6 separate regions of the Mus musculus genome follow, and all the other regions are linked to region 3. A link is a contact called in public HiChIP or PLAC-seq and promoter capture Hi-C data. All regions are on one chromosome and are shown on one strand. The core of a region is the stretch at or near the end of the contact, and the rest is flanking DNA. Distances in the headings are between cores, read along the strand shown. Region 1 holds the start of Slc38a4 (solute carrier family 38, member 4). Region 2 has its middle 37 kb from the start of Dbx2. Region 3 holds the start of Arid2 (AT rich interactive domain 2 (ARID, RFX-like)). Region 4 holds the start of Pced1b (PC-esterase domain containing 1B). Region 5 has its middle 16 kb from the start of Gm6961. Region 6 has its middle 37 kb from the start of Gm6961.

Evidence for each region. HiChIP or PLAC-seq counts read pairs in DNA pulled down with a chosen protein or histone mark. Capture Hi-C pulls out chosen DNA fragments and counts their contacts.
Region 1: an H3K4me3 HiChIP or PLAC-seq map of embryonic stem cells shows a contact between it and region 3, with 8 read pairs. The contact joins the promoter of Slc38a4 here to the promoter of Arid2 in region 3. A contact is called at or near these places in 2 of 115 datasets of contacts at active chromatin or transcription factors (embryonic stem cells and stem cell-derived neural progenitor cells).
Region 2: an H3K4me3 HiChIP or PLAC-seq map of neural progenitor cells shows a contact between it and region 3, with 4 times the contacts expected there. The contact joins the enhancer-like site here to the promoter of Arid2 in region 3. A contact is called at or near these places in 3 of 39 promoter capture datasets (cranial neural crest, frontonasal cranial neural crest and hippocampal neurons) and 9 of 115 datasets of contacts at active chromatin or transcription factors (the SCID.adh cell line, SST interneurons, embryonic basal ganglia and 6 more).
Region 4: a contact with region 3 is called in a promoter capture Hi-C map of adipose tissue, with 3 times the contacts expected there. The contact joins the promoter of Pced1b here to the promoter of Arid2 in region 3.
Region 5: a contact with region 3 is called in an H3K27ac HiChIP or PLAC-seq map of double positive thymocytes, with 7 times the contacts expected there. The contact joins the enhancer-like site here to the promoter of Arid2 in region 3. A contact is called at or near these places in 14 of 39 promoter capture datasets (the 3T3-L1 cell line, the C10 cell line, the HPC-7 cell line and 8 more), 6 of 484 Hi-C or Micro-C datasets (DN3 thymocytes, the G1E-ER4 cell line, cortical neurons and 3 more), 35 of 115 datasets of contacts at active chromatin or transcription factors (DN3 thymocytes, the NIH/3T3 cell line, the SCID.adh cell line and 26 more) and 1 of 9 other capture datasets (embryonic stem cells).
Region 6: an H3K4me3 HiChIP or PLAC-seq map of the SCID.adh cell line shows a contact between it and region 3, with 9 times the contacts expected there. The contact joins the enhancer-like site here to the promoter of Arid2 in region 3. A contact is called at or near these places in 13 of 39 promoter capture datasets (the 3T3-L1 cell line, the C10 cell line, the HPC-7 cell line and 8 more), 5 of 484 Hi-C or Micro-C datasets (DN3 thymocytes, cortical neurons, double positive thymocytes and 2 more), 27 of 115 datasets of contacts at active chromatin or transcription factors (DN3 thymocytes, the SCID.adh cell line, SST interneurons and 19 more) and 1 of 9 other capture datasets (embryonic stem cells).

Annotation. Positions count from the first base shown.
Region 1 is chr15:97,054,434-97,058,000 of GRCm38.p6, reverse strand. Slc38a4 (solute carrier family 38, member 4) reads left to right here and starts at 2,045. Exons shown (of 16, transcript NM_027052.3): 1 at 2,045-2,146. The region is part of intron 1 of Gm32840 (a long non-coding RNA gene); the gene reads right to left.
Region 2 is chr15:95,690,156-95,693,632 of GRCm38.p6, reverse strand. No RefSeq gene overlaps it. Among named protein-coding and RNA genes, the nearest start is that of Dbx2, 37 kb to the right of the region's middle. Within about 2 kb of position 2,137, at least 25 of the 459 cell types and tissues checked have an H3K27ac peak or open chromatin away from gene starts, as enhancers often do. A contact at or near this core is called in forebrain and neural progenitor cells, where this site is marked.
Region 3 is chr15:96,286,069-96,289,378 of GRCm38.p6, reverse strand. It overlaps Arid2 (AT rich interactive domain 2 (ARID, RFX-like)), which reads right to left and starts at 1,857. Exons shown (of 21, transcript NM_175251.4): 1 at 1,593-1,857; 2 at 1,392-1,485; 3 at 227-324. The coding sequence starts at 1,684. It overlaps Gm38469 (spidroin-2), which reads left to right and starts at 1,981. Exons shown (of 3, transcript XM_011245785.3): 1 at 1,981-3,310. The coding sequence starts at 2,126. The coding sequence ends at 2,869.
Region 4 is chr15:97,245,496-97,249,055 of GRCm38.p6, reverse strand. It overlaps Pced1b (PC-esterase domain containing 1B), which reads right to left and starts at 1,949. Exons shown (of 6, transcript NM_172293.4): 1 at 1,892-1,949. It overlaps Amigo2 (adhesion molecule with Ig like domain 2), which reads left to right and starts at 1,769. Exons shown (of 2, transcript NM_001164602.1): 1 at 1,769-2,083; 2 at 2,459-3,560. The coding sequence starts at 2,517.
Region 5 is chr15:95,734,021-95,737,579 of GRCm38.p6, reverse strand. No RefSeq gene overlaps it. Among named protein-coding and RNA genes, the nearest start is that of Gm6961, 16 kb to the left of the region's middle. Within about 2 kb of position 1,634, at least 7 of the 459 cell types and tissues checked have an H3K27ac peak or open chromatin away from gene starts, as enhancers often do. A contact at or near this core is called in the SCID.adh cell line and double positive thymocytes, where this site is marked.
Region 6 is chr15:95,712,762-95,716,113 of GRCm38.p6, reverse strand. It overlaps the pseudogene Gm8843. Among named protein-coding and RNA genes, the nearest start is that of Gm6961, 37 kb to the left of the region's middle. Within about 2 kb of position 1,308, at least 11 of the 459 cell types and tissues checked have an H3K27ac peak or open chromatin away from gene starts, as enhancers often do. A contact at or near this core is called in the SCID.adh cell line, T-cell acute lymphoblastic leukemia and regulatory T cell precursor, where this site is marked.

The DNA.
Region 1 (3,567 bases), core at 796-3,295, 770 kb before region 3:
TTTCCCCTCAGCCCATAACCTGACTCGTAGTTCCAGCATATATAAATGAATAACACGTAGTTTCCTATTACACCAGGCAATGAACCATAGCTTTTGATTTTTTTTTTTTTTTTTTTTTTTGGTATGAGCTAAGGTGATTAAATAAATAGTTTATTTACAAGTTAGCTGGAGAGATGACTCAGTGTTTAAGAGCACTTGCTGCTCTTCCAGAGGACCTGAGTTTGATTCCCAGCACTCATGTGGTGGCTCACAACTCCCTGTAATCGTAGTTTCATGGGATCCGACACTACCTTCTAGCTTGAGAGCACCAGACACGCCCATGTTAGGTGTATGTGCAGGCAGAATTCCCATACACGTAAAATAAATACTTTTTAAAAAATTAAAAAGGACAAGAAAGGAAAGATGGATGCTAGGATTCCTGGTTTTGAAAAGTTGGGCAGTTATACATCTCTCGGGCATGAGCTGCTGGCATGAAGGAACTATTTGCTTTCAGCCATGTTTTTTCCCCACTGATATTCTGTTTATGGGCTTGCCTTGGCTTCTCCTGTGTCTCAGGTCAGGCCCTGAGAGATAGAAATCTTTCTCCTGCCTCAAATCCTTTTATTGTGGTCCAGCCATTATGACCTGCTAGTAGCTTACTACATACACTCCTTACGTGTTATTAAAGAGGCAATGGTGAGATAGCACAGTATAAATAAAACCCAATTTCAACAAGCTGAAGGGGACTTTAAAATTATTCTGTTATATTCTAACTCCACAAAATTGAACTTCTTGCCAGGAGAAACCAAAAGGGTGTATATATCATATTTGACCAGGATTGCTAACCTACTCTCGTGAAACTAAATATTTCTTATATATATTGTGCTTTTGGGGGGGGGGTGGTACAAAATCATGCTGTGGTAGAAGTTATATATTCTTCTGTTGCTACCCTTCTGTTGAACTGTTTTGTATAATCTGAGGTGTGTGTGTGTGTGTGTGTGTGTGTGTGTGTGTGTGTGTGTGTGTGAGAGAGAGAGAGAGAGAGAGAGAGAGAAGAGAGAAAGACAGAGACAGAGACACACATAGAGACAAGAGACATAGAGAGATCTATCACTGATGGAACGTTTTGAGTGTTCCTTATTAGCATGCAGATGTTTCTGTTGTTACATTGTTTTCTTTCTGAAGTGCCGCCATGTTCTAGTACTGTTCTAATACAGGAGCTATGAAATGGGAAGAGCTAAGTGTCCTTCCTGAAGACAGACAGTTAGACCGGCAGCTCTTCATAATTTACGTTGGGCGCGTGAGAGTTCCAAAAGCCCTGTCTGTGTCCCTGGTGGGTCTGTTAAATCTTCAGAGGCCACTTCTCCACCAGTGAACCCCTTCTGCCAAAAAAGAATGGCAACTTTTATTAAATAAACACGGACCTTCTTTGAAGCGGGAACTATGCTTAGTGTCAGAAAATGGTTTTATCAGAAAATGGTTCCATATACATATTTTTCCTTAAGACCCTCCTAGCGAGCAGAAAATGTAGTTTATTATAGCTTCCTTTGTACTCAGAATCATATTTAAACTAGGACCCCATAAGAGAATTACAGGAAAGGTTCACAAGTGGGTGACGGCAAGGTTGCCCTTGTATTGCATAGAGATTTTTACTGTGACCACCATATTCTATTTGTTTGCTTTGTGTTATGTGGTGACAGTAAGCTGTGTAGTCCGTGAAAAAGTTGTTTGTCGAATACTCTACACTGACTACTTTTACCTACTTAACGATGTAGATATATCCTGCACACAGGAAAATCCCCCCAAATAAAGAAACTTCACAGTCGAAAATGAACTCACACCAAACTCTTTGGTAACAAGACCCAGGGCGGGTGGAGGGGCCTCCATTGCTCTCTGGGCTCCAGGCTTCCCTCTAAAAGGACAGCTGGACAGCTAGACTCCACCTGGAAAGATGTTTCTGTTGACAGATCAGGTTCCTGCACTGCTATTGGTGGCTAGGCTGGAAGGGAGGGTCCTCAAGAAAGGAGATCGAGATGCTGCCCCCTATCACAGGATGGAAATTTCCACTCTTTGGGAAGCCAATAGAGAAGACGGAAGGGTCTCCCGGTCTAACCCTTGCCGCCACATCCATTGGATTCCAACCCGAAGAGGGTAGACAGAAAGGCGGGTGAGTTAAATGTGGTATATTTTCTCTTAAAAAACGACTCAGCGTGGAATTTTAGGGCTAGATCCTAACTTGTGTGTGTGTGTGTGTGTGTGTGTATGTTTGCGCGTGTGTGCGCGCGTGTATGTGTGTGCCCCCGCGCGCGCGTGGGGACAAGCGCACGTGGGGCATTCAGGTCTCGGAACTGTGTAGGGTCAAAATTTGTTGGTTGTACCTTAGAACTACAGGCTAACTGGGTTATTTCAGTGACTAGAAGTGAAGTAAACCAGGGCAGGCGGAGGGGATAGCTTGAGGGGCTTTTTTTGAAGGCTCCTATTCGAACTGTGCCTGCGTGGCCGTCTCCAGAGACTGGTGTGGGCTTGCCGACTGGAGGTCTATTGGCTCTGAGATTTTTGTTGTGGGACCTCCTTGAACGATAGCAGCTGCCTTATAAAGAGGGTCTCACCCTTCCTAGGATCTGGCTCCTCACCCTTGGGGATCGTGCCCACTAGGTGCTACCCGAGTTGCTGGAAGTGTGCCTATGACCCCCCGCCCGCCGGAGGTGGTGGGGGAACACGGGTTCAGGGTTTAAAATAGACTCGCTGGTCTCTTGATAGTTGGTAGTTGAATTTCCTGACTGTAAGCATGCTCCCGTTGTTAAATTGCCTTACGGCGAGCAGATCAGCATGCTCCCGGAGTGCGAACTCTAAGGCTTGGGGACTCTAAGGAGTCCCAAGAGCCTGGAGCAAAGTGAGAATTTGATTTAGAGCCGAGACTGCTTCCCACATGGTGGGATCGGGGATCCGCCACACCCAACAGCTCGTAGGCGCCGAAACCCCGCGGTAGGGTGGGGGTCGCGGGCATGAATGGAGGACTTCAGAGGAGAGGGAAACTGACCGTGGAGTAGTTGGGAGGAGACAACTTGGTCAACCAGAAGGAACTCCTTTTGCCTTGAGGCACTGAGCAGGGACAGACAGCTGAAAAGGCGTAGGTGGCTCTTCAGGGTATCAGTTCCTGGGGACGGACCCTCGTGGGGATCGGTCTGAGGTTCCCGTGGAGGGATCGGTCTGGGGTTCCCATGGAGGGACCCTCGTGGGGATTGGTCTGGGGTTCCCGTGAAGGGACCCTCTTGGAGATCGGGTTGGGGTTCCCGTGGAGGGACCCTCGCGGGGATCGGGCTGGGGTTCCCGTGGAGGGACCCTCGTGGGGATCGGGCTGGGGTTCCCGTGGAAGGACCCTCACGGGGATCGGGCTGGGGTTCCCGTGGAGGGACCCTCGCGGGGATCGGGTTGGGGTTCCCGTGGAGAGACCCTCGCGGGGATCGGGCTGGGGTTCCCGTGGAGGGACCCTCGCGGGGATCGGGTTGGGGTTCCTGTGAACCGATCCTCGCGGGGATTGGGCTGGAGTTCCATGGACGGACCCTCGTGGCGAGCCACAGGGAAAGG
Region 2 (3,477 bases), core at 888-3,387, 600 kb after region 3:
CACTGTATAGCCCAACTAGCAATCCTCCTGCCTCTGTCTCTTGATCTCTTGAATGCTGGGATTAGAAATGAGAGCCAACTACCACATTCGGTTTAAATTGAGTTTCTTTATAAATGTTTATATGTGTAAAATGGAGGAATAGAACAATAGAATGTGATAAAAAATTCATACACGAAGACTCAAAGGATCCTAACATTATTAATTATAAAGCTTGCATCAAGAACACACCCATACAGTTAGGTGCTTACTAAGTTGGCCTGGATCAAATGCTGGTTCCCTTCTGGTAGAATGGACACGGGTAAGACTTTCCCAGTTTTTCTTTGTTTGGTTTTGAGACAGAGTCTTGCTGTAAAGCTCAGGTTGGCCTTAAACTCATAATCCTGGTGTCTCAGTTTCCCAAGTGCTGCGATCACAGGGGTGTATCTCCACGACAGGCTTGGAAGATCTTCCTGAGGAGCAGTTTGCAGTTAAATGGAAACTGTTCACTCTCCAATAATCTAGAAATGTCTCACCAAAAAAAAAAAAAATCACAACGCCATAGAGATGTGGCGAGAGGCTAGCTTTTACAGTGTTATTTATTATTCAGAAACACAAGAGGCCAGACTACTGCATAAGAGCAGCTTTCTGGAGGATTTTTAACTTGGTTGGGAGGAGGGAGGTAGTGACTTCTATGTTCATTTTAATTCCCTTGAAAAAAAATCACATTAGAACATTTTAAAATGCTCAAGGAATTAGAATTAGTTTACTTATTACTTTTTAATGCTTTATCTGTATTTGTGTGTCTGTGTATGTGCACATGTGAGTGCAGGTGCACGTGGAAGCCATATAGACAGAGCCAGATTCCCTGGAACTGCAGTTGAAAGTGGTTGTGAGCTACCCAAAAGTGGGTTCTGGGGATTGAACTCCCGTCCTCTGGAAGAGTCGCGAGCTTTCTTAACCACTGAGCCATCTCTTCAACCCCAGAATTAATATTTTAAGAGTTATTCAAATTTTCTTAATTTATTTTATCAGTACTCTACTATATTATATCCGTGCTGTGAAAGAGTAAACATGACTTAGCATTTTGTCAGTTAATCATTTTGTCAGCCGAATCAGCAACCAATCATCTTCAGAAACATGAATTTAAATAGTAATTACTCTATGATAGTGCCCATATCTGTATCCATTTAACAGCCCACCAGACAATTCATATTACTAATTAAATTTTTCCTTTTGAGTAGGGTTTTTTTTTTTTTTCATGCACTTGATTCATACTGGACAAAGCCAGTTCTTTGGTTTACTGCAGTTTCTTTTCTTAAATTTTATGTGACTTTTGTTTGAATTTTGAATAATGGGAAAGAAGGGATTTGAGCATGCAGCCAACCTATCAAGTGTCTCCTCCCTCCCATTCAGATGAAATAGAAAGCAAATAATTATCTTGAGCTCTCATTCTGCTTTCCTTTGCTTCTACCGACTCTGTAGATTTTACTTGACCTTCAGTAGACAAGCTTGGCTTCACTTTGTATGGTCTAGTGTGCTCCCGGTGTGAATTTTTCTATGCACCTGACAGTCAAAACAAAACAAAACAAAACAAGCAAGCAAACAAACAAACAAACAAAAACCCCAAAAAACAAAACAAAACCCTCCTAGTTTCTGGAAGGCTTGCGCCAGGAAGCAGTTTTTAATGACAACAAATTGAAACGTTTGCACGAGGAAGTGTTGCTTTTATAAGTGATGGGAAACTTCAAATTTGATTACAGGCAACCTTTGGCTTCCTATCTGTTCAACAACAGGCCATGTTGTTAAGGGCAATTTCCATGCACAGCATGTGGGTCCCATTTTTCCATCCTTAGACATGGTTGTTTACTGTTCGGACTGTTTATGCATTTTAATCAGCCCCTTTCAGTCTCCCTTAATAAATCACTACAAAGAGAGCGCACCAAAACAAGGACCATTATGCTGTGTTGGTTACCCTTACAAATAATTCGCTGCTTGGAGTTTCCTTCAGTACGCAGATTTAAAAATAAATAAATAACAAGAACAGAAATCTATAGCCGAGAGTATTGCATTTCGAGTTGCTAAATAACCTCTTTGAGCTCCATTCTCTAACAGCAGGAGTCTGACTTTAAAATTCAGTTCAAGCAAGAATGACTTAACAATTGGAACCTGCCCTCACTCAGTCCTTGGGACTGAAAGTCTTTTCTTGACGGGATGGAGCTGACAGCCTAGTTCCTGCCTGGCAGGCACTCACATGAAATGAGCCTGTATTAGCAATAGATAAATGTTTTGACATTCAGGTATCTTGCTGTCTGAGAAGAGTATTACGGTTAAGGCAACAGTCAGAAAAGAAAAAGGGTTTCGGGTCTTTATGCCTGAGCGAGGAAGGACAATGACTTCTTAGTGTCATCTGGCACCCAGGCAAAGGCTCAACTCGAGCTATGGCTCTTTCTCTCTTTAAAGGCAAACTTTGATTTTTCTCTTAAATGAACTTGGTAAAAAGTGCATTTTTTCCCTCCAAGTTTTTTTCTTTTTTTTAAAATGAACTCATTGGACTTTCTTAACTTTGGTTTCTAGCATGAAGCAGATGTTCTATTAAGACATACTGTTTTAAATCCCAGGATAGGAATGCGAATACCACGGGGGAAAGGAAAGCCAAGGGCATTGTTTAACATGGATTTAAATTCTAAGACATGATATGGCACTTTAAATTTGAACCCGGTGATCAATACTGGCATATGCTAGAAGTATAACTAGAAAATTAATTTCCTAAATATGTGTTACAATTTAAAGCTTAGGGAGGTAATTTAGGAAATATAAGAATTGTATGAAAAATAATTTAAGTGAAAAGGAACCAAACCAAGCAATGATTAAATGTATATATTGTTTCCTTTCAAAATACATTGTATAACTCTTGGACCTCAACTTACAAAATCCCCTGGAGTCCCATGAAATACAGGAAAGTAGGTACTTCGCACAGGTCCTCAAAAACCCAGTTAGCCCAAATTCCGTGTGCCATGGAAAGGCAGTGAGCTTCGTGAAGAGATCAATGTGCTGGGTAGTGACGCATGTCTGTGACCTCAGCTCTTAGAGAGCTGAGTCAAGATAATTGGTGAAAATTTGAGGGCTGCCTGGGCCATAGATCGCGACGCTGTCACAAAAGGCAAAGACCAAGAAGGCAAACCGAACAAATCAGACACAAATGGCAGAACAAACAGACAAACAAACAAACAGAAGAGGTGAATATGAGTGTTTGGGGACCTCCAGAAGCATTCGTGTGAACGTGACAGTCATCCTTTGCAGGGTGTGCAGGTTTTAATTCTTCACACCCATCAGCGCCAAACCAAAAAAAAAAAAAATTTTTTTTAAAGTTTTCTAAACCGTCAGGATGCAGATCGTTTCTGTTTAGCTCCCCCTCCCCCACACCTTAGTCTTTATTTTTAGATCTTATTTCTCCGATCCAGGCTTTGAACCTTAGATCGGCTGGCAGATGGAACCTTT
Region 3 (3,310 bases), core at 608-3,107:
ATGTGGGGTGTCGCCTGTAATGACTTTGTATGAAAAATATAAATGATTGTATTTTAACCTGAGGAGAACGTCAGCCTCCTACCATCTCACTGTATTGACAGCAAATGCTTCTCAGACTGCAATTAACAAGGGATTGGAAAACTGGTTAGAGCGCAGATTTTGTTGTTGTTTAATCGCCCCTAAGTCCCTCGTTTCCAAATACTGTGGAAAAGTCACCACTACTCACCGCAAGTAATACTGTTTTAAAGCAAAGGCAGCGTTGGAACAACTTCTGGGAAAGTTGAACTCTTCAACAATTTCTCCCCACTGATTCTTCTCAGAAACCTGTTAAAAACACAGGCACACTTGTCTCAAAGTGCCCAATCCAAGAAAAACCTACCCTAACCTGGAAGCTAAATGCCCCTTCTGCAGAGATCTGTAGACACCTAAGGAGCAGTGGGTGTCTGGGGTCGACCCACGAGAGTTACTAAGCCAGGGCTGCTTGAATCACTATGTTTTCATCAGAGAGCCCTGTATTTAGCAGCACTTGTTTTGTTTTGGGGGGGGGTTGGTGGGTTTGTTTTGTTTTTGAAGCCCGGACAATAACCAATCGCAAGTCCCTCTGTCGCCCCCTTTTAAATCTCAACGCGGTCCGTTTGCAGTAAAGAAAAAAAAAAAAAAAAGTTCAAAAGGATCAATACTGCTCCGGACAGCGACGTCCGCGAGCTCTGGGGGGGCCGGGGCCGGGGCCGACTCCGATCCCTCTCCCAGATCTATCCATCTCCATAGGCCCTTCTTTGAGGCCTACAGCTTCTGCCTAGCCTTGAAGCCTAAGATGGCTATTTGCAGACAGGTCCTGCTTTCTTTTGTTAGCTGTAGAAAGCCAGGGCGAGCGGGCCGAGGCTGTGCCCCCGGCCGCCGGGATCATTTCGCAGCCGATTATCGATGTTAAACCTGCCCGCGCTAATTTTGAGTTGCACGAAAACTGCTCAGAGTCTGTGTGTCTCTGTGTCTCCGCCTGTGCTAGAGCGGCAGCGGCGGCGGCGGCAGCGCTGACTCGCGGGCGGGCGGGCGGGCCGCGGGCTCGGCGGGCGGCGGGCGAGCACTCCACTCGCCCGCGCTCCCCGCCGCGCCGCTCAGACCCCGCGGGGCCGGCCGGACACCGGGCAGGGCGCTCCCCGCCGCCGGGCCGCACCGCCCGCCCAAGCCCCGCGCCCGCCGCGCGCACGCGAGCCACCAGGCCGAAAACAGCCCCGCCGCCGGCCGCCTCCGTGGGCCACCGGCTGCGAGCGCCGAGAACGCCGTGTGTCCCGCCGATCGCCCCCCCGACCCCGGGCGCCTGCTCCCGGGTCGGAGCAGACTTTTCCGAGCAGGCCAGCGAGAGGGAAATACAAATTAAAACTTCCACTCACCTTCGCGAATCCGCCTAAAGTAGTGACTCTGGTGTAGAGCCCGTGAAGATCCAGCTCCTTCCCACCCACCGCAGGGATCTTCTTAAACGGCGACCTGCGGGCGACAGAAAGCCCCGCACTTGTCACCGGGACCCCGCGCCCGCGGCGGGCCCCCGTTCGCCCCGGCTCGCCCCGGCGCTGCCCCCCCGGTCCTGCTCTCACCCTCTGCTGTGGTGGAACTGCCGCAGCTCGTCCAGGAAAGCCAGTCCCTTCCTCCGCTCGTCCGGAGGCGCCTTCCCCGTCGAGTTTGCCATTATTTTGCCAAAGGAGGTCTCCCGAAAAAACCCAGATCGCGGTTCAAACGCGGCCCCCGCTCCCCGCGCTCCCTACCAGCGCCCGGAGCCCATTCCTCGGCCGGCGGTGGCGGGGCTCAGTCATGGGCCGGCGGTGGCGGCGGCGGCGGCGGCGGCGGCGGCGGCGGCGGCGCAGGGAGGGAGGAGGGAGGGGGAGGAGGCGAGGAGGAGGGGAAGGAGGGAGCGGGAGGCCAGGGGGAGCGCAGGGCCGGAGGGAGGGGAATTTCTAAAAAAGTTTAAAGAAACGGGAGCGAAACTAGAGGGGCAGGCGACGGGCGGCCGGGCGCGGAGCCGCGGGGCGAGCGCGGCCCCCACCCTGCCTCGCCGCCTCCCGCGGCCCGGCTCTGGGCCGCCTCTCAGCGCCGCCGGCCCTGGCGGCTCGGCCCGGGGACGCGATTCAACATGGTGCTGCGGCCGGGGGGCGCACGAGCCGACCGGGGGCCGGGCGAGCCGAGGCGAGGGGCCCGGGCGGCCGCAGGCCTGGGAGTTGCGGCGGCGGCGGCGGCGGCGGCGGCGCGGCGGGGCCGGGGCAGGCGGGGCCGCGTGGGGAGGGGGAGGTCTGTGTGGTGGCTTGTGGAGAGCGGGGTGACAGCGTGGATCCGGGCCGCGGCTCCGCGGGGCCCTCGCACACATTCACGCGCGGCGGCGGCGGCGGCGGCCCGGGCGTCCCCGGGCACAGGCTCCGGCGGCAGCCGAGCCGCTGCGCGCCGCCCGCCGGCCTGCCTGCCTGCCCGCCAGCCTCCCGTTCTCTGCTGCCGCCGCCACGGCCGGGCCGCCAGCGCCGCACAGCGCCCCCCGAGGGCCGGCCGCGGCACTGCGCCTGGCTCCACACGGTCGCGGCGGCTCCTCGCGGGGAACAATAGACTCGGCTCGCCCGGCTTAGGGTTCATCTGCAATGTGCAGCACATTTCACACGCACACAAAGCGGGCGGAAAGGGGGGCGGCGCGGGGAAACGGCCACTACCGGTTGTTCCGGGCTTAGGGGTGGAGGCGATGTTCGCGTCCCCGGCGGCGCCCGCCGGGCCTCCGGCCACACTGAGAAGCAGGCTCGCTCGGCGCAGCCCCGGCGGCCGCGGACGAGTCCGCTCGCCCCCTCTGGAGACGTTGCTAGCGGGAGGCGTTGGCCTCCGGGCTTCATCGTGCTAGCACGAAGCCCGCCGAGCACATGGTCCATGATGGGGCCGTAAACTCACTTTGACAAACTGTAGGATCGAATAGGCTGGAAACTGCCTGCCCTACTTTTGTGGAGCTAGAGTAAGGCTTTTCACTCGTCCTCCCTTTTTTGGTCGGTTTGGTGCACCGAACCCGGAGGTACGCAAACGGTAATCGCGCCTGTTGGGAAATAACCTCCCAACTTTGAGAATAACACTGCTTAGGTCTTTTTTTGCACTAGTATCTGAAAAAGAGGGCAAAATGTTTTTCCCTTTCAGTTTAAAAAAAAAGAAAATGTGTACATAGGGAATTCAAAATTTGTATCTTTTTTTTTTTTTAGTACCACTTAAATTTGCATTTACCCGGGTGTTGGAGCCCTCCCCGGTCTGCAAATGTGGAGAGCCTCATGCTTCTCCTTTGGTCTACTAGGATTCC
Region 4 (3,560 bases), core at 700-3,199, 960 kb before region 3:
CTTTCTTGTCTCCAGGCTAGTAAACACACACCTTTCATGCCTCTCTTGCCTTTGACATGCATGGGAGTCCAGAGAGCTGGTCTTATATAGACCTGCCCCCTGCGAGTTTGTGTACAGCTGGTTTATGCTGTGGGGTGATGGCAAGATACTTCTGAGAGTTGCCTGCAGGTATAGCATAACTTCCACTCTCCACTTCTTAAAAAAAAAAAAAACCACCCATTTTAGATCATTTTGTGATAAGCACGGGTTAACCAGCTTCCCAATTTCCTTCCATTTAGGACTGCAAAACCCAGTCACTTACTGGTCATTTAAATAACATTCCTTTGATTACCTGACTCCATTTCCAGGTGACCGCTCAGCTTTGTGACTTTGAGCCTTAAACCCGAGGTTTTCTTGGGGGAAGCCCGGGGGTTGGGGGTGTGCGTGTGGTCTGATAGGAATCTTAAACCTATTTCTCTGGGGAAATGAAGAATGCACCCCTGGAGCACACTAGGCTGGATGCTTGTGGTTTTAAAAGTCAATCTTTAGTGAAAGTGAAACTAACAGGAACCAAGTTGCCCTCCCTTGAAAACCCTGAATCGCTGAGCTCTCCCGGAACCAGTCCACATTAACGCAACACACAGGTCCATCAGATCCATGCCAAAAACTCACTCAGGAAGTTTTCCGATAAATTTAAGGATGCCGTGGGGGGGGGGGGGGATCATTTTGGTTTTTAAAGTTGTATTCATGTGCTCTGCCCTCACTGTCTCCCCAATTTTGTCTACCTTTCATTGGCTCCCTAAGCCCTTCTACTGTGGCTAGCATGGTTTTTTAGGGACAGTAATTTATTTCTTTTAATCCGTACACAACGGCCAAATGGATCACTTGGCTCAGTCAAATCCCATCGTTTAAGCCTTTAAACAAGAATGGATTTGTAATCGAAAAGCCCACCAGCTTCAAGCTCTCTCCCTCATTTTCACATGGCCTTGTTCAGCTTGTGCCTTCCGAGAATGCTAGCTCAGTCTACTGGAGCCCTGGTGGCTGTAGGGCCTCTAGGGGACAAGTCCTTCTGCGTAGCCACCCCTACCGAATTAATCCTAGTCCTGAAGCCGCCAGCGCGACTCTGGATTTTTTTTGTTTTTGTTTTTTTTGTTTATTTTTTTTAAAGGCTAATGCCCTTATCTGTGCATTCCAACCGGAAGCCTTCTTTCCTGCCCCTTTGCTTCTAGAGCTGGGCCCGGTGCCTCGGGCCGCCGTCTCCGAGTTAGGAAAAGGGCTCGAACTTTCCCAGGGAACCGGGGGGCGTCCCCGCGGCGCCTCCGCACCCCCTCCCCCCGCAAAGCCCCGGTGGTGCCCGAGGGAACGCGCCGCGGCCCTCGCTCCTGTCCTCCTCCTCCTCCTCCAAACCCGGGCGGGGACCCCAGCAAGCACCCGGTGCACAGCGCCCGCCAGGCCCCTCGCCCCAGCCCCTAAAGCCAGGCTCCGAGATCGGGGTGGGGTGCCACCTGCGGGCCACCGCCCGCGGGCTCCGGCGCGCGGCACCCCGGCACCCTGGGCGGCTCCCTACCGGGCTGGGCGGCTCCCCCGCGGGCGCGGGGCGAGGGGCGCGGGGCCTGGGGGTGCAGAGTCGCAGGCCTCGCTGCGGTCCCACCCGGCCGAGAGGCGGCGCGGAGCCCGCACGGGGCCGCCTCTGCGATTGGCTGCGCCCCCCCTCCCCTGCTCCGCCCGCCGCGGCGCCCGAGGAGCGAGGACGCGGGGACCCGCCTCCCGCCCGCTCCCGACCCCGGGCGCACGGGATAAAAGGCGGGCGGCGGGCGCGGGAGCCCGGGCCCTGCAGCCTGCGAGCGCCACCGGCGGGCCGGCTTCCCCCGCCGCCCACCCCGCTCCCGGCGCGGCCGAGCTCCGGCGGTACCTGCAGCCGAGCGAGAGAGCCGGGGAGCCCGCGCCGCTGCCTCGAAACTCGCCAAAGTTGAGAGGCTGCCGCCCACCGGGAGCTGGAGGGAAGGTGCGAGCGCGCGGGGCGCAAACCGGCAGGCGGACGCGCGGACCTTCCGAGCGCACCGCCGTCGGCGGCCTCTCCGAGCCGCTGCGGCTTCCCAGCGCTGTGAGTGGTCGGCTAGACCGACGGCTGGCTAAGTATTTCCGTTCAATTGTTTATGGGATGCGATTGTGTGTTTTTGTGTGTGTCGGTGGAGGGAGTTAAGGCAGAATGCATCCTTTAGAAACAAAAACACACAAAAAAGCCTGAGTTTCTCATGCTGAGACTGTCGCATTGAGAGAAGGTACCTGGAAATCTCACTGAGTTGGAGTAATCTAGGAAAAATGCATATAACAGGTTCTTTATTAAAAAGCCACCCCTGTTGGAGATGGAACCCATTTCAAAAGTTAATTGGAATGAAAGCAATTACGGAATAACTCTAACGGGTTAACTAGTGGCAGTTAACTTGTACTTTTCTCCCGTTTTAAATGTTGTTACCAGATTGGTGGGAGACTGAGCTGATGAGAAGCGACTGGCAAGAGACTCAGAGGCGACCATAATGTCGTTAAGGTTCCACACACTGCCCACCCTGCCTAGAGCTGTCAAACCGGGTTGCAGAGAGCTGCTGTGTCTGTTGGTGATCGCAGTGATGGTGAGCCCCAGCGCCTCAGGAATGTGCCCCACTGCTTGCATCTGTGCCACCGACATTGTCAGCTGCACCAACAAAAACCTATCTAAGGTGCCCGGGAACCTTTTCAGACTGATTAAAAGACTGGATCTGAGCTATAACAGAATCGGACTGTTGGATGCCGACTGGATCCCGGTGTCGTTTGTCAAGCTGAGCACCTTAATTCTTCGCCACAACAACATCACCAGCATCTCCACGGGCAGTTTCTCCACAACCCCAAATTTAAAGTGTCTGGACTTATCATCCAATAGGCTGAAGTCGGTAAAGAGTGCCACATTCCAAGAGCTGAAGGCTCTGGAAGTACTGCTGCTGTACAACAACCACATTTCCTATCTGGACCCCGCAGCGTTCGGGGGGCTTTCCCACTTGCAGAAACTCTATCTGAGTGGGAACTTTCTCACACAGTTCCCTATGGATTTGTATACTGGGAGGTTCAAGCTGGCTGATCTGACATTTTTAGATGTTTCCTATAATCGAATCCCTTCCATACCGATGCACCATATAAACTTAGTGCCGGGGAGACAGCTGAGAGGCATCTACCTTCACGGGAACCCATTTGTATGTGACTGTTCTCTGTACTCGTTGCTGATCTTTTGGTACCGTAGGCACTTTAGCTCCGTGATGGATTTTAAGAATGACTATACCTGTCGCCTGTGGTCTGACTCCAGGCACTCCCACCAGCTGCAGCTGCTCCAGGAGAGCTTTCTGAACTGTTCTTACAGCGTTATCAACGGCTCCTTCCACGCACTTGGCTTTATCCACGAGGCTCAGGTTGGGGAGAGGGCGATCGTCCACTGTGACAGCAAGACTGGCAATGGAAATACTGATTTCATCTGGGTCGGTCCCGATAACAGGCTGCTGGAGCCAGATAAAGACATGGGGAACTTTCGTGTGTTTTACAACGGAAGTCTGGTC
Region 5 (3,559 bases), core at 385-2,884, 550 kb after region 3:
GTTTGCTGGTGATATCCTTGTCCACAAGGTGTATTTTTGGTATCTTGACAAATATTCATGTAGATGTAGTTGCATGGTTTATATCTGGGTCCTCTGTTCTATTCTATTTCATTGCTTGCATGACAGGTTTTATGCAAACATCACATTTCTGTTGCTATGGCCCTGTACTATAGCTGAAACCAAGTGTGAATTTACCTTCATTGTTATTCTTTTCGGTCAGAATTGTTTGCACTATCCAGTATCTTCTGTGGCTCCATACAAATTTTAAGATTTTTTTTTTCAGTTTCTGTGAAGAATGGCATTGAGGTCTGATGAAGATTCCTATAAATCTGAAGATGGCTTTGGTAGGAGGTCCAGTTTCAAAGCATTGATTCTTCAAATCCATGCGCACAGGGGACATGTCCACCTTCCAGCATCCTGAAGTACAACATCATATGTACCACTGTGTCAGAAACCATCTAGGAAAGACTAAGGCAAGCAAATGAGTTTTCTGGAAATGGCCCACCATTTTGCATGGTCTGCAATGGATGAGCTCTGAGAGGCAAGGTCCCAAGAGACTTCATCCCAAGATGACTTTTTGCTGATGATATGCCTTTCTAGTCACTGTTACGTAGACTAATGATATCTGGGCATTAACTCACCCTATTGGGCAGATTTTCTGCAGAGCAAATATGAAGATGTACTTTCATATAGCAATGCTGTGCAAATCAATTGATGATTTCATAATTCTCAATAATGATTTTATAGAATTCCTAAATTTATACAAGTAATTTCAAGCCTCCTATAGAATAAAGCTGCAAATGTCATGGACATTGTCAACCTTCAGATGTCATGGACCAATTGCTCTAGGGTAAGAAAGCAGGCTTGGAACAAATTTGTGACCAAGGGAAAACATTCATTCTAGGTCAGGTTCAAGGGTGAAGCCACGGGTGTGCACTATGATAAAGCTGGGCCATGGGAAACTGTTGCTTTGCGCTTGTAATGAGCTTCGAGAATGAAACACTGCTGTGAATTCACTGTCAACATCCTTCTGGAACTCCCCTCTTGTGGAACATCTTATCTATGAGGTAATTTTATAAAGAACGTTTGTCTAAAAAGGTATAAGAAGGGCAGAGAGAAGAAATAAAGTGTGGCATTTGGGGGCTTAGCCTCACCCACCAAATGTATATATGTACGTATGTCTGTTTTTTTATATGTATGTACATACATATGTGTGTATGTATATGTGTATGTATGCATGAGCAGTTATGGAATTGTTGAGATAGGTAGTCAGATATGGCCAAAGTGTGTGTGTTTGTGTGTGTCTCTGTGTGCTTAAATTCTCCCTTTCTTCCTCATCTTTTCTCTCTTGTTCACAAGCAGTTAACGGACTCCTAGCCTCTCACCCCGGCCAGGAGAGACCTTTGATCAGGGAGAAAATATCCCTATTAACTAAGTTTGTTTCTTAGTCCCCTGCTGCTACAAGCAGGAGTTAGCTGCCAGAAACCAGCAGCTTTTAGCTACAGAATAGTAAGAGAGAGTTAACAAGGCCAGAGATCATCAACCTCTGATGCTTTGTCCTGCCCCAGCACCTGGGACCCCACTGGGCCTGGTTCCTGGCACTGTTTGTAGGGTAAAATCAGACAAAGGCAGCAGAGAGCTAAGCCAGACAATGTTGTCAAAGAGAACACAGCCTACTTCAGACACAGCTGTCTAAGGGCCAATAACCACAGCTCAGAGAGAAGAGCTGGGTCCCCAGAAGCTGTCATCTTGACTTTTCTGAGGGGGCACTGGCTCCAGCCCTAGACTGACCTTGCAAAGTCCATTCCTGGATGAGGACGCAGAACTAAAGTTCCCTTTATCCTTTTATCAGAGTCTCTGAGAAAGTCGTGTTGCCATCTAGCTCCAGACATGTGTGTAATTTTGTATCTTGCTGCTTTGTTCTCGGAGTGTCTATGGAGTGTATAACACTGCTTATATGTATAGTTATATAATCTCTAAGTCAGGATACTTTGTATCTGCTGCTTTGTTCTAGAAGTTTCTGTGGAGTATTTAACATTGCTTATATGTATAAACATATAATCCCTAAGTAAGGATACTTTGTCTTTTCTTCCTATTTATATTCCTATTTCTTTTTTTTTTCTTTTTCTTTTTTTTTCCATTTTTTATTAGGTATTTAACTCATTTACATTTCCAATGCTATACCAAAAGTCCCCCATATCCACCCACCCCCACTCCCCTGCCCACCCACTCCCCCTTTTTGGCCCTGGTATTCCCCTGTACTGGGGCATATAAAGTTTGCAAGTCCAATGGGCCTCTCTTTCCAGTGATGGCCGACTAGGCCATCTTTTGATATATATGCAGCTAGAGTCAAGAGCTCCGGGGTACTGGTTAGCTCATAATGTTGTTCCACCTATAGGGTTGCAGATCCCTTTAGCTCCTTGGCTACTTTCTCTAGCTCCTCCATTGGGAGCCCTATGATCCATCCATTAGCTGACTGTGAGCATCCACTTCTGTGTTTGCTGGGCCCTGGCATAGTCTCACAAGAGACAGCTACATCTGCGTCCTTTCAATAAAATCTTGCTAGTGTATGCAATGGTGTCAGCGTTTGGATGCTGATTATGGGGTGGATCCCTGGCTATGGCAGTCTCTACATGGTCCATCCTTTCATCTCAGCTCCAAACTCCGTCTCTGTAACTCCTTCCATGGGTGTTTTGTTCCCAAATCTAAGGAGGGGCATAGTGTCCACACTTCAGTCTTCATTCTCCTTGAGTTTCATGTGTTTAGCAAATTATATCTTATATCTTGGGTATCCTAGGTTTGGGGCTAATATCCACTTATCAGTGAATACATATTGTGTGAGTTTCTTTGTGAATGTGTTACCTCACTCAGGATGATGCCCTCCAGGTCCATCCATTTGGCTAGGAATTTCATAAATTCATTCTTTTTAATAGCTGAGTAGTACTCCATTGTGTAGATGTACCACATTTTCTGTATCCATTCCTCTGTTGAGGGGCATCTAGGTTCTTTCCAGCTTCTGGCTATTATAAATAAGGCTGCTATGAACATAGTGGAGCATGTGTCCTTCTTACCTGTTGGGGCATCTTCTGGATATATGCCCAGGAGAGGTATTGCTGGATCCTCCGATAGTACTATGTCCAGTTTTCTGAGGAACCGCCAGACTGATTTCCAGAGTGGTTGTACAAGCCTGCACTCCCACCAACAATGGAGGAGTGTTCCTCTTTCTCCACATCCTCGCCAGCATCTGCTGTCACCTGAATTTTTGATCTTAGCCATTCTGACTGGTGTGAGGTGGAATCTCAGGGTTGTTTTGATTTGCATTTCCCTGATGATTAAGGATGTTGAACATTTTTTTCAAGTGCTTCTCTGCCATTCGGTATTCCTCAGGTGAGAATTCTTTGTTCAGTTCTGAGCCCCATTTTTTAATGGGGTTATTTGATTTTCTGAAGTCCACCTTCTTGAGTTCTTTATATATGTTGGATATTAGTCTCCTATCTGATTTAGGATAGGTAAAGATCCTTTCCCAATCTGTTGGTGGTCTTTTTGTCTTATTGACGGT
Region 6 (3,352 bases), core at 59-2,558, 570 kb after region 3:
CCCACTGTCCATGTTACAGAAGCGTTCCATAGCAGACATATTGTGCTGGACGTTCTATTTTGGGACTTCTAGTTTGGACACAAAGGTCAAACAGCCATGGTCATTTTAGTTAAAGAGTATCGGGCAGCAGTCATGGCCCGCAGCCACAATGCTGTTCTCTGAGACAAATGACACACTAAGCAGCCGCAGGAACTCTTAGAGTTGAAACCTGCATGCTTTTTGAGGCATCCACAACGGGCGCTGTACTGACCTGGCTGACCCAGACCAGGCGGCTCCCACTGGCAGAGAAGCTGACCCCACGCACCCAGCTGCCCGTGCCACTGCCACCAAACTCAGACATCAGCTGACCAAAAGGCATCTTGCTGCCCCAGGGCATGTTGGCTGGCTTCTTGTTCACCTCTTTGATGTAGGCAGAAGACACTCTTCTTTCGAAGTCACAAGAGCCTGCAGCCAACAAAACATTGTTGGAATGCCAGTCCAAGCTGAGGACTGTGGAGCGAATTGGCTTCTTCATGTGCTTGCTCGCCCACCAGTCATTTTCAAACTCTGAGTAACAAATAGAGATGATCGGGGTCTCTGCTCCCCACAGCAAACTCGTTCTCAAGTGGGGACCAATTCACAAAAGTGGCTGCACCGTTAATTCTCAGGATCACCAGGTGGGCTTCCAGCTGCCATCTTTCTGACTCCAGACATAGGCATCGAGGTCTGCCCCGCAAGTGATATTACAATCACTCTTAGGAGCCTAGTCAATACCTATGATGTGTCTGTTATGTTCCTTCAGCTCACGAGCTTTCGTCCACTGACTCCCATTCTTCTTGTAGATGTGCACTTCATGACTATTGGGGCTCAGGGCGATGTGGGTACCATCCCTGTTCCAGGCATGGTAGGTTATTGGCTCTAGCAGAAACTGATGCAGAAACATGATTCTGAAGTGTTTTTCCAGGTCAGGACACTGGCTGGGGTCGGGGAGGTCCAGAGGTCCTGAGGTCCGGAGCGGATGATTCTGACTCTGGTCAGTCAACACCAACAGGCTCCGGCGGGCATAGACAGAGGACCAATACCCAAATTTGTTATCAATGACTTCTTTGCATCCACTGTTTAACATTACAAAAAAAAAGTTTTTTTTCCACTTTATTTTATTTTTTTTGTCGGAATATTTTGCCTGCATGTTTGTATATGTACCACACACTTGAAGTTCCCAAAGAGGTCAAAAGAGAACATGGGATCTCCTGGAACTGGAGTTACATACAGACGGCTCTGAGCTGCCGTGAGGGTGAAGGGCTGGAACCCAGGTCTTCTGTGAGAGCAGCCAGTGCCCTTCCAACACTTGTGCCCTTCCTGCCTGAGCCATCTCTCCCTCCCTTGCATTGATAGTTTCACAGTTCTCTGAAGTTATCACTGTACCTCATCTTATTTTTATTTCCTACCACCTTCATGTGATATCCCCAGCAGAAGGTTAAAAGGCACAGTTGAGTGTCACTGTCACAATCCTGTCAAGAATCCTCCACTTCCTCTTCTACTGCTATTTTTATAGAACTCCGCCTTGTGGTTGTTGCTTGTTTAGTTTAATGGGGGCAGGTGCTTTTTACAGGTTGTTTTGACATATGAATGTATTAAAATATTATGGCATTTGGTGCAGGGTTTAGAGGCATACCTTTTAAACTCATAGATAACGAGCATTTCATGTCACATCCTCAAGCAACGTTATATCACCACGTTTTCAAATTAACCTTTCTATTTGGAGAAGTTTCAAGCGAAGCTATTATACCACATATGGTAAATTTAGGATGAACGTCAATCTTCTTCGTAAGGTAGTGAATATTTGACTGATGTTTCATCCTACATTCTGGAATAATTTGACTTTACTCCTCTCAATAATGAAAGCTATTCTCTCGTTGACAGTTTGTGTCAGACCCCTTGGTTTCCTCTGAGAAAATATTATCAGCATGCCTTTGATCAAAAGGTCTAAGGAAATATGCACAGCACGCATGCGGAGTGGAAGAGAAAGTTGTGCTAATCTCACCATAATTTGATATATTTTCACAGTGTGCAATGAATAAATTCCTAGAATAGAAATATAAATTTAATTTTGTTAAGTTTTTAAACTTTTTAAATTTAGTATCTTAAAGTTATTTTTAAAAAACCCCAGCAATTAATCAGTTTTCACAAATGTGTGCAGTGATTTGGCTAGTGCAGTTTAAGGGTAAGTTGTATCTTATTTTAGTTTTAATGTTTTGACATAGAGTGTTGTATAGCCTAAGCCGTCCTCTGGCTTGCTATGTACCTGAGGCTGTCCCCAAGTTTTTTTGATCCTTCTGTTTCTGTCTCCACCTTTGCACTGAAATTATAGGTGTGCACAAACATCTGTCCTTCCTTCCTTTCCCTTTCTCTCTTTTCTTTTCTTTCATTTTTTCTTTATTTCTTTCACCATTTTGTTGTTGTTGTTGTTGTTGTTGTTGTTGTTCTTTCGAGACATGGTTTCTCTGTGTCCTGGAACTCACTCTGTAGCCCAGGCTGGGCTCGAACTCAGAAATCCATCTGCCTCTGCCTCCCAAGTGCTGGGATTAAAGGCGTGCACCATCGCTGCCTGGCGTCTTTCACCATTTTTAAAGATAGGTCTTACTAGAGATCCCTAACTGGTCTGGAGCCTGTTATGTCGTCCAGGCTTGACTTGGAACTCACAGAGACCAATCTGTCCCTCTTTCCTGAATGCTGAGATTAAAGATGTGCACCATTTCTGGAGATTGTAAACTAAACGTAATCTGTAAGGACAGTTCTTTATATCACTATAAATGCTTGAGCCAGTACTCTTCCAGGAATGTAATTAGTCAGTGAGTGTTCTCATTTTTCTACTTAGATATGTCCCTCTAATTTAAAAATATTTTTATTAGGATGGAGACAAAGTTTCCCAACTTGTTCTTGTCCCACTATATCTGACACCTGTGACTATGCATTTACTGACAAAGTTCTTTAGCTTTGAACCAAATTCCATTTGAGTCATTTTTCAGGGTTTCTTTCCAATACATGGAAGAAGTTAAAAGATTCACTGATCCCTGCATTTCTGATGAAGAAATATATATATATATATATATATATATATATATATATATATATATACACACATATACATACACACACACACACACACACACATATATATATATATATATATATATATATATATATATACCTCATAGTATTTATATATGGCTGCCAGTAATCTCCAAGGATGGAGATACCCACTGCCAGGTTACTGCTGCAGTTGGGGCCAGATTGGCACATAGCCTTTGAAGGATGAGAAAGGAGGTATTGGAATAAAAGCGCGAACCATTGGCCTCCAAGTGGATGCTGC